Linked DNA regions of Rattus norvegicus: region 1 is linked to region 2. Evidence: chromatin contacts called from public Hi-C data. All regions are on one chromosome and are shown on one strand. The core of a region is the stretch at or near the end of the contact, and the rest is flanking DNA. Distances in the headings are between cores, read along the strand shown. Region 1 holds the start of Ppp1r12b (protein phosphatase 1, regulatory subunit 12B). Region 2 overlaps Ppp1r12b (protein phosphatase 1, regulatory subunit 12B).

Region 1 (5,478 bases), core at 1,635-4,134, 43 kb after region 2:
GGTCTGACACTTCAGTTCCTTCCATCTTCAGAACCCAGACTCCACCATGAACAAAGCAAACCGGCTCCCCTAAGTTGTCCTTTTCAATGCCACCCGAACATAATGGCACACACACACACACACACACACACACACACACACACACACACATATACACACACACACTAATCAAAATAAAAATAACAAAAGAAACACTGTTACTGAGTTATACTCTATTATACTAAAAAATACTACTACTACTAAATATTAAGGTGAAGAATGGTTGAAGACACCCAGCTGAGCTCTACCCTTCATGTGTATAGAGAAATCACCCCTCCAAGAGTTCAAACCTTTAGTTTGAATCCGATTTAAAGGTGACTGTAGTTCTTTTAGTTTTTACCACATTTTATACCCAGTTCCTTACTCGGTGGCTATGGGGCTTTGTGGTTGAGATCGGGTAACTCTCCTCCTTCCTGGATTCTCACAAACACAGGTTTTGAAGTTTCACCTTCCCCCTCTGTATATGGGAGTCACGTCATTACCAACTATACCCACTACAGAAGAATACCACCAAGGTTACATGAGAGAAGACACGTAAAACCATTCGTGAACAGCAAAGTACTACGTAAACACTGGTTGCTAGATGTAAAACTTTAGGTAGGATCCTGAATAAAACAGGCTGAGAGGGTAATTCTCTTCCATATGTTGAGAGCAATAAGAACAATCTTAAGCTATTAACTAAATATATTTAAGGAAGGGGCTTAACATAAACTTGAATTATTATTTAAAAATGGTTTTGTTTTGGGGGGTTTGGGATGTTTTACTGTTTGGTTGGTTGGTTTTTGCTTTGTTTTTATTTTTGGATTTTTTTTTTTTTGGTTTTTTGGTTTTTTTGTTTTGTTTTTGAGACAAGGTTTCTCTGTGCACCCCTGTCCATCCTGGAACTCACTCTGTAGACCAGGCTGGCCTCAATCTCAGAGATCCACCTGCCTCTGCCTCCTATGTTCTGAGATTAAAGGCATGGTCCATCACCACCTGGCAAAAAGTTGAATCTTATGTGAACACACTCACTTTTTACATACAGCAAAAGAAAAATAAGAAAGAGAACTGTGTTTGTAGCTCTGTTGGTAGAGTTCTTGCCTGGCAAACACAAAGTCCTAGGCTTGATCCTCAGTGCTTAAAGACTGGGCAGTCCCAGCACTGGGGACATAGAGACAGAAGAATCAACTACATGGAAAACTTTTTAAGTCAACCTGAACCTGAACTACATGAGGGTCTGTGTTGTTGGTTTTAAAAAAAGAGGAGGAGGAAGAGGAGGAGGAGAAAGAGGAAGAAAAGAAAGGAGGGGAGGAGGAGGAAGAGGAAGGAAGGAAGGCAGAAAAAAGAAAGAAGGAAGGAAGGAAGGAAGGAAGGAAGGAAGGAAAGAAAGAAAGAAAGAAAGAAAGAAAGAAAAAGAAAGGAAGGAAGAAGAAAGGAAGGCAGAAAAAAGAAAGAAGAAAGGAAGGAAGGAAAGAAAAAAGAAAAGAAGGAAGGAAGGAGGAAGGAAGGAGGAACGAGAGGAGAGGAGAGGAGAGGAGAGAAGAGGGGGGAGAGAGAGAGAGAGAGAGAGAGAGAGAGAGGGAGAGGGTATCCAGGTCTCAGCTCACCAAAATAACTGATAAAGTTCAAATGGGGAGAGAGGGTGGAGCTAAGACAGTCAGTATACAAAGAATATTGTTGCATAAGTGAGAGAAATCAAGGCGTTATTATTAAGCACGAAACTCTCAGATTACCTGTAACTCATATAGTCATTTCTTTTTGTGAAGATTACCATTTCTTCAGAGAGACTCAGAAATAAAATTCAAAGTCTATTCCATAAGTACCAGACAGAAATAATTCTGTCCCTGACTGAAGTAGCTAGCGCTGCTGCAGAGAAAATAAGACACCCATAACAATGAGGTCAAGGGTGTTCTAAGGGTGGCCTGGAGAAGGCATGGATCACACATCAGCAAAACAAGTGTCAAAAAAGCTGCCTGTCTTCATCCACTACTAGGGTTTCTCTTTAATTGACCTAAGACGTTTTGATAACTGGGCCACGCAAACAGAAAGTTGAATTTTCTGAAAGGGTTATCAGGCTAATGACACTAAGTGTATGAGTGGCATGATGTACAGGCACAAGACAGAAGTAAAGATGACTAGAAAGATAACACCAAGGACCAAATCATCAGTCACCATGACAACCCAGTAGGTGGAGGGAAATACAAACATTGACCAGTCACCCGGGTGACACCAGTCCTTCAAGTAAAGACCCTAACCCTGGTTATGAGTGGAAAAGGGTGGCCAAGAATGTGAGTTGACTGAAGTCTTTGCAAGAGGGCTCTGAGGTGACACTAATAATATTCTTGGTGAAGCAGCTCACAGGGTCACAGGCTTGCAGGCAAAAGACCCTAAACAACCAAACGAGATGTCCTACCTGGTGCAGGGCTGTCAAGCCGTCCACGTTGACTGTGTTGATGTCCGCACCTCTTGCCAGAAGCTTTTTCACCTCGTCCGTGTCCCCGCTGGAGCAGGCAGCCAGAAAGACCGCACCATCCTCGAAGCGGACCCTGGGGCTCCCGCGTCTGGTCTGCAGCTGGCGCCCCGCGCCCTGTCGCTCCGCGGGCTCCTGCTCTGTCAGCGAGCCCCGCCAGCGCCGCAGCTGCTCAGCCCGCCGGGCTCGCGCCGACTCTGCTCGCTTCCCTCCCAGGTGTTCCAGCTCCGCCATGGCTCGAGCTTCCGCAGCTGCTGCCAAAACTACCACCACCAGACTGTTGGTAGCCCTGTGTGGCCACCGTCGCCTCCCTCGGAGGGCTTCAGCCAGGGAATGAAGGCGGAGGCCCCCGCGCCGCCATCTTTACTCCTCCCGCTACTAGCACCGCCCACACGCTCCTTTAGCTTCAGCACGCAGGCGCTGCCCAAGCCCCGCTTCAGTACGGGACTTGTAGTAGGAGACCTGCCCTGAGGGCGCACTGGAGCCCTATGGGAACTACATATCCCTGGATGCATTAGAAACCAGTCAGGGACAAGCTGCACCCTCCTCCGAGGCTGGTCCTAGCACCTGTGCCTGGAAGAAGCTGCAACTGTCTCCCGGACCAGTGGCAACCTCTTTCCCTATGCATTTGGGGAGTTGTAGTTTTTTTATTGTTGAGATCACTAAGCTTAGCTCCCTAATTATCACTTAACACTTGAAGAGTGAAAAAGCAGCAGTAATTACCATGAAGCACCAGAAAGACGAGAATTCATGTCCCGGTTTTACATCTAGTTTTATTAACAAGTATTAGTTTATGAATGTGCGTGAAGAAACGTATACAAGTACATACAGTATTACATAAATTATTTTCAATATGACATTCATGCCAGGTCCGAAAAGTTTCCTGACTGATTGAAATTTTTCATTTCACAGATTTCACAAAAAAAAAAAAAAGTAAAAATGATTCGGTCATCATAAAGGGAAGTTTTATTATTTCCTAACAAATGAACACTTGCCCGTTGCTCCTTTTCTATTGGAATAAACTAGGAATCATATGTTAAAGAAATAAGCAACGCCAGGTAACTCACACCTATAATCCCAGCACCCAGATTACCAGGAATTTTAGAACAACCTGGACTAGACAGTGAGTTCAAGGTTAGCCTGGGCTACAGAGTGAAACTTCTCAAATCTACTCCCCGCTAAAAAACAAAACGCAAAAAAGAGAGAGGAGATAGAAAATGGGAGAGAAAAGGGAGGGAGGGAGGGAGGAAGGGAGGGAGGGAGGGAGGGAGGGAGGGAGGGAGGGAGCTGACTTGTTCTCTCACCCTTGGGAGCTTCAGATAGGAGTATAAGACTAGGAAATCAAGGTCATCCTTTGCTGCATAGGCAGTTCCAGGCCAGCCTGGACTACATGACACTTAGTTTCAATAAAACAAAAACTTTTAAAAAGTAATGAGATTTTCTTGGTAATTTGTCTACGTGGAACCTCTTCTTATTAATAATTAAAAGTACCCAACTGCCCAAATAGAACTCTGCCAAGACAATAAAAGAGATATTGATGTTGAAATAACTCAGGAACTGGGCATGGTGACACACACCTATTATCTTGGAGGATCAAGGATCTGAGACCAGCCTGAGCTGCAGAAGAAGACTGTCTCAAATACAAACGCACTGATAACTTAGGGAAGATGAGGTAACCATCGGCCTCTCTTTGCAGCCTTCCTGCCCTGTTTTAACAACATGGTCCTAGAAATAACTAACAGCTTTGTGTTTCAAGGCTGCTTTAGATTTGCCAATATACTGTCTTCTAGGAAGAACTTTTAAAGTAGGATAAAACTTTCAGGGTTCAATTATGTTCTGTTTTGTTTGGTTTTGTTTGGTTTGAGATGGAGTCTCGTTTACTCAGGCTGGTCATTTATTCTCTCTCTCTCTCTCTCTCTCTCTCTCCCCTCTCCCTCCTCTTTTCCTCCCTCACTCTCCCTCTCCTCCCTTCCTCTTTCTCCTTTCTTTCATTTTTTTATTTAAATTATTGTTTGTTGAGGAAGGTCCTCTACAGTTTAGGGTCTCTAGAACCCAGGCTAGCTTCCAACTCATGGTATTCCTCCACTTTGGCCTCCAAAGCCCCAGGAATAAGCATATATATATGGTCCAACAATAATTCAGTCTTGGGTCTGGGGATGGACCCAAATGATGGTTTGGCCTGCAAAAGGTCCCATCCTTCATAAACCAGTCAAAAACACTTGTCTGTAATTATAGCACTCTGAACATGGAGGCAAATGGATCAGAAGTTCAAAGCTATCTTTATGTGGGGGGCTTGAGGTCAACCTACAGCAAAAGAGACCCTGTCTCAAAAGAAAAATCAGTCTCAATGGTGGGAGGTTCCAGGAACAGGAAGAATACTACTTTCTTACTATAACTGCAGTATTGGTTTTTTCCTTTTTTTCTTGTGAAACTAAAAGTATAACACTTTCTTTGGCAACTTTTACAGAAAGCATAAAAGGCTTAATTCTTTAAATAATTTAAGTGCATACCTACCTATTTGGAAAGAAATGCATCTTCCAGCTCTGTGGTTAGTGAGAGCAATAATAATTAATATTATCTTAATCACTTTAACTATATCAGTCAAAAATTATACCACAAAACATCTGTCTTCATAGACCTGAGCATGTTTTGTTATTTAAAATTAAAGCTATATGTTTTTCCCCAAACCATCTTCACCCAACCAAAACTCTCAAAGGATAAATTTATACAGTCGACTCATTGAACAAGCTTGATAGCTTAAGTTTCCTAAATACTCTAAAAAAAATTAAAAATTTATGTATTGCCAGGAGCCTTCCCCAGTACACTGACAGGGTGGCCCAAAAGATGAGACAAGGGTGAGTTAGGCTTGGTGGTCAGGGGGATCCTGCAATTCTGACTGACTGGTAATCAGATTGCTTCTTTATTTAGACAGGTTTCACAGGACGAAAACAGATTAATGACTATCCAAAAAGTACAGAATATATCATTTT
Region 2 (5,820 bases), core at 143-2,642:
CAAATATTAAATACATAGTGTTAGAAAATCAGGCATCAGATTAATTCAAAAATTAAGTTAGATTAATGGGTTTTGCTGTTGTTTTGTTTTGTAGACATGGTCTCACTATGTAGCCCTGGCTGGCCTTGAACTCAGAGAGATCCATCTGCCTCTGATACCGAACTGCTAGGATTAATGCCATATGCCACCACATCCAGATGATTGAGGGTTTTAACGCAACAGAGTAAGACAGTGCATTGATACAATTTCAGTCTCCACTTCCAACTAGCATTTAACAAACTAACAATGTTGGGGATATAGTTCAGTTGGCAGAACTCTGCCCAGCATGTGCAAAGCTTCTCTCTGCAGCTTCTTCAGCATGGTGCACATCTGTAATCCTAGCACTTGAAAGGTAGAGGTAGGAGGTTCAGCATTATCTTTTGCTGCACAGCAAGTTCAAGGATAACTTTAGATACATGAGAACCAGAAAAAAAGGAAAAAGCAAATTACTTCTGCTGCTGGAACTTCTGATAACTATTTAAGAACAGTAACTGTAACTGACACTGAGCAGTCTATTAAAACACCCTTTCTGCTTCCAAGTATATATCTATGTGAGACTCCATTTTCTTTATATACTTCAGTTAAAATGCTATAGCCACTTGAGTGCAGACAGAGAGAGAGAGAGACAGAGAGAGAGAGAGAGAGAGAGAGAGAGAGAGAGAGAGAGAGAGAGAGAGAACACAATGGACACAGTTGGGGGAGGTCTGAAGCAAAACAACAATCTCTGAATTACTTCAGAGAGAGTACCCCAACTCTTCAAACCACACTCCATCCCTCTACAAAGTGCATGACACACACTGTTAAAAGATCAGCTTTTGCAGTCAGACAGAACAGGGTTCTGCTGATGCACATAGCCTTGAACTGGGGGACCTAACCAAAGTCTAGTGCACCCATCCAAGGCACTGTGAATCTACCCACCTCGGAGAGTTTGGGAATAGTTCCTGGCGTTGTTTTAAGCCAATACTTTAACAGCCACATGCACCAAATGTATTTAATCCTCACTCACCATGGCTCTCATGGCTCTTACTAGTACTTATGGAAAGAACGTAATTTGATTTAAAATGTCTCAGAACTAGCCAGACATGGGAATTTGTGTATCTAATTTCAGAAGATTCTCTAATTTTCAGAGTACTGTGGATTCTTAGATGCAGGAGTTAGATGACTGAACTAGGAGGAACCATGCTAGTGATGAGCCACAGGACTCTGCAGTGCCTCTGCTCCACCCACCTGCCTTGGTTCCAGGAGGGTATGGCCGGAGGGTGGAAGAGGGAGAGGATGCTCCCTGAGCTCTTCTCCAGTGAATAAGGACTAAATTTAGATGTCCTCTGCCCACTCCATCTGCAGCTGTGCTGCTGACTCATGACTGCAGATGGACCATGAGCGGATTCACCTGTCTGCAAACTCTGCCCATGCCTCTGCCCAGAGCTGTACTGAATTCTCCAGACAGGAGCTCATTCCTTTCCTTGGGAAGAAAGCTAAACAATCTTTGGGTGTTAACCATTATCGCTTCAAGTCAAATCGGTGGCTTAAGTGCATTTCCTCTTAGCTTGTATTCCTAAAGACACACAAAATACTACTTTAAAAAATTGTTTTAAGCTCTGAAATGGAGGTATGTACTTAATTCATAGCCCAAAAGAACTATATTCCAAAAGTTGCTTGATAAATAAAGGGTTTCACAATCACCATATAATAAAGAGGAGCTCTACTGGAAAGCACTCTCGTTTATCAATAATATGGGTACTGTGATCTTTCTACTGTACTTAACACTGCTCTCTAGATCGAAGGCTGAAGTGGCTTGGGTTGACTAAAGCCAGAGTTAATCTGGGAGCCTTACAAAACAAAGTCCTCTGGGTCCCAGAATAGCCTCCAACTGTCAGCACCACTGAGTGCTGGCTTGCAAGGCTGACCTTGCTGTTGTGTCCCAAGAGAACTCTAAGGCTACCTTTTTGCTTGCAGACAACCCTTCACAGAGTCCAGCTCTGGTGCTTATTGAACAAGCTAGGTTCAGTAGAGCCTAACTCCTACATTTGTTTTTATCCTGTGTTTGCCTCATTTTCAATAAATCCTGATGGAAAAGGTACTGTCACTTTTAGGGGTCTGGAGACACCAAAAGACAGTTGCCTCAGACTACACTTGGAACAGAGAGAAAAATTGAAAACCAGGTGCCTGATAAAGACATATCTAGAATGTATAGGGCACATTTAAAACTCAACAAAAGCAATCAAACTTTATGGGGAAAGATTTCAACAGACTTTACTCTGTGTTTAAAAATGGCCAAAAACACATGAGAAAGTACTTAGAATCACCAATCATTATGGAAATGCAAATCAATACTACAGTTGACAGGCTTTAATCCTAGCACTCAGAAAGCAGCCACAGCAGATCTCGAATTTCAGGGCAGCCTGGTCTAAATAGTGTGATCTGAAAGTGAGGCTGCACAGTCAAGAGTCTGTCTCAAAAATACTATAGATAAATTAACAGAAAATAAAGTTTTTTTCCTGGTGTGAAAAAATTAAACCTGTGTCCATTGCATTAGTGTACAATAGTATAGTCTCTACAGAAACAGCATGGTGGTTCCTTAAAACAAAACAAAACTAACAAACACCCTGCAATTACCATTTCTGTCATGTCCAAAAGTAGAGTTTGAATCATAAAAATCAAAAGACTTGAAAGCAGTGTCTCAAGGAGTACAGCCAATGCTCCTGGAAGCATTTGCTCGCCATCCTAAGCTGAAGAAATACAGATAAGACACACAATCCAAGAAGGAATATGGCCCTACCTATACCTTGGATTCAGACATCTGTTTTTCCACAACTAGGAAGAATAATTTTCTGTTGTTAGAAGCCAAGTTTGTGGCAGTATATTACAGAAGCCTTAGGAAACATCAAATTGACACAGATTAGGGAGTCCAAATCGAGAGAGTGCCTTACTCTCAACTTCTTGCTACATTCACGGACAATATCAGCAGTCACTGATTCCCTCTTTTGCAAATGAAAAGTTTCCCCCAAAGATTACACAGCTCTTCAAAATAATCCATTAAATACAATGTTTTCCTTCTTTAAATCAAGCTTAGCTCAAATCGTAAAGCCCTGACAGATCTAACCTAATGGTTCTCCCATAAACAGGGGGAGAGGCTGAGATGGGATATCATGTAGCCAGGCTTCAAATTCACTATGTATGGAGGATGACCTTAAATTCCTGATCCTCCTGCCTCTACCACCCAAGTAGTAGAAATATAGGTTTGTGTGACCACATCCAGATTTTCTGGAGGTATTCTGGATGAACACCAAAACAGAAACTATCCTTATGCTCCTGTAAGATAACTTCGTCATACGCCAAGAAATTATACAGGTTCTGTATTAGTAAGTTTGGAAATCTCCACCATCAGAGATCATACTACAAGAGGCTTTAACATACGGTCCTTAAGACTGACTGATCTGGCACTTCAGTAAGTCCTTCCAAGTACCTGTCTCCCATTCCAAACATCATATAATGTGACTGCTGCTTAACTGAGAACCATTAGAGCAGTCTACACTGTGACAGGTGACTCCAGCTGCCATCAGTCCTGAGTGGAAGACTCAGAACTCCACTGGCAGAGAATGTCTGGCTCTTAGATGGTAAGAACTATATCTGACTATGCACTCACTGGTCAGGCGGGCTCTGGACACAGATCAGTGGCCTTTCAAACACAGATGGCCAAGAGACAGCAGAAGAGAAGAATTTTCCATTAGCCAGACGTAATGGCACATGCCCCCTAACTCAGCAGTCAAGAAGGCTGAGGCAGAAGGATTGACAAGTTCAAGGCCACCCTGGCCACACAGTGAGGCTGAGGCGGCTACAGCTATATAGTGAGATTCTTTCTTAGAACACAAAAAAACAAAATCCCCCATTAACTGTCACATTGAATATGACTTTTGTTCTCAGAAGACTAGCATTTATTTCAAGACTACATGTTTATAAATTAAGACCAGAGAACATCTTCCTTCCCTTACCAACAAACACGATATGCAATATGGCCTAAGAATTAATAATACTTAAATTTCAAAATTATGAGCCTGCAAGACGACTCTGTAGGTAAGATGCTGACCGCCAAACCTGACAATCTGAGTAGAAGGAAAGACCCAACCACCACAAACTGTCTTCTGACCTCCACACTCACACACATGTGCACGCACATGTGAACACTAACACTTTAAAGTTGTTAAATAGAGTTGAAAAGATTAAAATGCCGGCACACTCTTCAAGGCCAGCACTATCCTCACATAGAAGACTCATGCTGTGACTGCCCTGTCTCTACTCTCTGCTCCTGAGAGTCCTAACTTTGAGGAACAATAAAGGAGGCCTATTAGTACTGGTAAAAAGGCCAAGGGTAATTTTTCCCCTTAGAACAATATATATATATATATATGTATATGTATATATATATATATATATATATATATATATATAAAACTTTAATTCTTCTTTTTGTTTGTTTTGTGGCACTGGAGGCCAAGTACACACTGGACAGCGGGCCCTAGCACTGCGCTCTATCGTGGACACTTTGTTCTTTGGAGTTGGTCAATGAAATGGTGCTTGATACCAAACCTGACAACCTGAGTCCAATCTCTAGGATTCACGCGTTGGAAGGAAAACCTGACTCCAGCAAACTGTTCTCTGATCTTCACACAAGCACCATAGCACTCATATACAAACACGAATAAATAAATGTAATTTTAAGGTATAATCTAATGACTTATTTAATATTGCATATTCAATTGTAGAACCAACTAAATAAATGTTTTCTATCTACCAATATAGAAGTATCTAAAATTGAGTTCATGGGCCAGGGATAAGATCCCACTTTGCTTATAAATCATGGGTAGTTCTTGATCCCATCTCCCTAAAAATAATTTTAACGCATATTTCTTGTTATTAGTCTAATCCTCCAAATATTTTCTTTGAGTAAAGTAGACAATTAAGTAAAATTGGATTGGTCACTCCGAATTAGACTAAGTATAAAATACAAACTGCAAGGAGCTCACTGAAGTGTTCTCATTACCATTCTATTTATTAGCATGAGTCTGGATTAGAAACCTCCTTCCTATCTTGGCTACCTGTCTTAGCCACAGCCCCCCAAAGGTCTATTCTTCTGCCAATTTGGCTTGTAGAATAAATTGCTGTTCCACGGAGAGGGATTTTTGTATTTAATTCCAGATCACTCTGTGCCCATAAACAAGTGTTTCACAAGCCACAGGAGTACAGCTTGAAAGCCACGGCTCGGGCAAAGATCCGTGGCTTAGGGGAAAAAAGCAGGCAACTCTGCAACCCAAGATGATAAAGCATGGAAGCCACAAAGACATAACAGGAAGTTCAGACTCACCAGTGTGAGTCAATATACACAGTTTTATCCTAAAAGGACCTATTAACAAGAAATCCTTTTCCCAACATATTTTCAATAGTTTTGTACAGCCAAAATTCTGTAATATACTGGTCGATATCACATTCGTGCCCCACATATTCCATATATCCTATACAGTAAAAGATACTAAACAAATAGTTATATAAACCTATGTAGAACACTATGCTAGTTAAATGTTAAAAATAGACTATGGAAAGGGAATTCCTGGACTCAACTCCCAGGCCTATTATTATAGTCCAGTGATCTCTTTAATAAGCTTCTTCACCTGTGAAAATACCATGTCAATAATTGTAAGGACTTTGTGGGGTCCCAATTAGGAAAGAATGCCCACCACATGGAACATGGTCACATGCCATGTAAACAGTTGCCATCATTACTAA

The links. Hi-C and Micro-C count contacts between places; a contact is called where the count stands out from the background.
Region 1: a contact with region 2 is called in a Hi-C map of psoas muscle, with 4 times the contacts expected there. The contact joins the promoter of Ppp1r12b here to the enhancer-like site in region 2. A contact is called at or near these places in 2 of 12 Hi-C or Micro-C datasets (Schwann cells and psoas muscle).

What each region holds. Positions count from the first base shown.
Region 1 is chr13:48,946,038-48,951,515 of GRCr8, forward strand. It overlaps Ppp1r12b (protein phosphatase 1, regulatory subunit 12B), which reads right to left and starts at 2,885. Exons shown (of 25, transcript NM_001107178.4): 1 at 2,432-2,885. The coding sequence starts at 2,722.
Region 2 is chr13:48,904,294-48,910,113 of GRCr8, forward strand. All of the region lies in intron 1 of Ppp1r12b (protein phosphatase 1, regulatory subunit 12B), which reads right to left. Among named protein-coding and RNA genes, the nearest start is that of Ppp1r12b, 42 kb to the right of the region's middle. Within about 2 kb of position 1,393, at least 22 of the 93 cell types and tissues checked have an H3K27ac peak or open chromatin away from gene starts, as enhancers often do.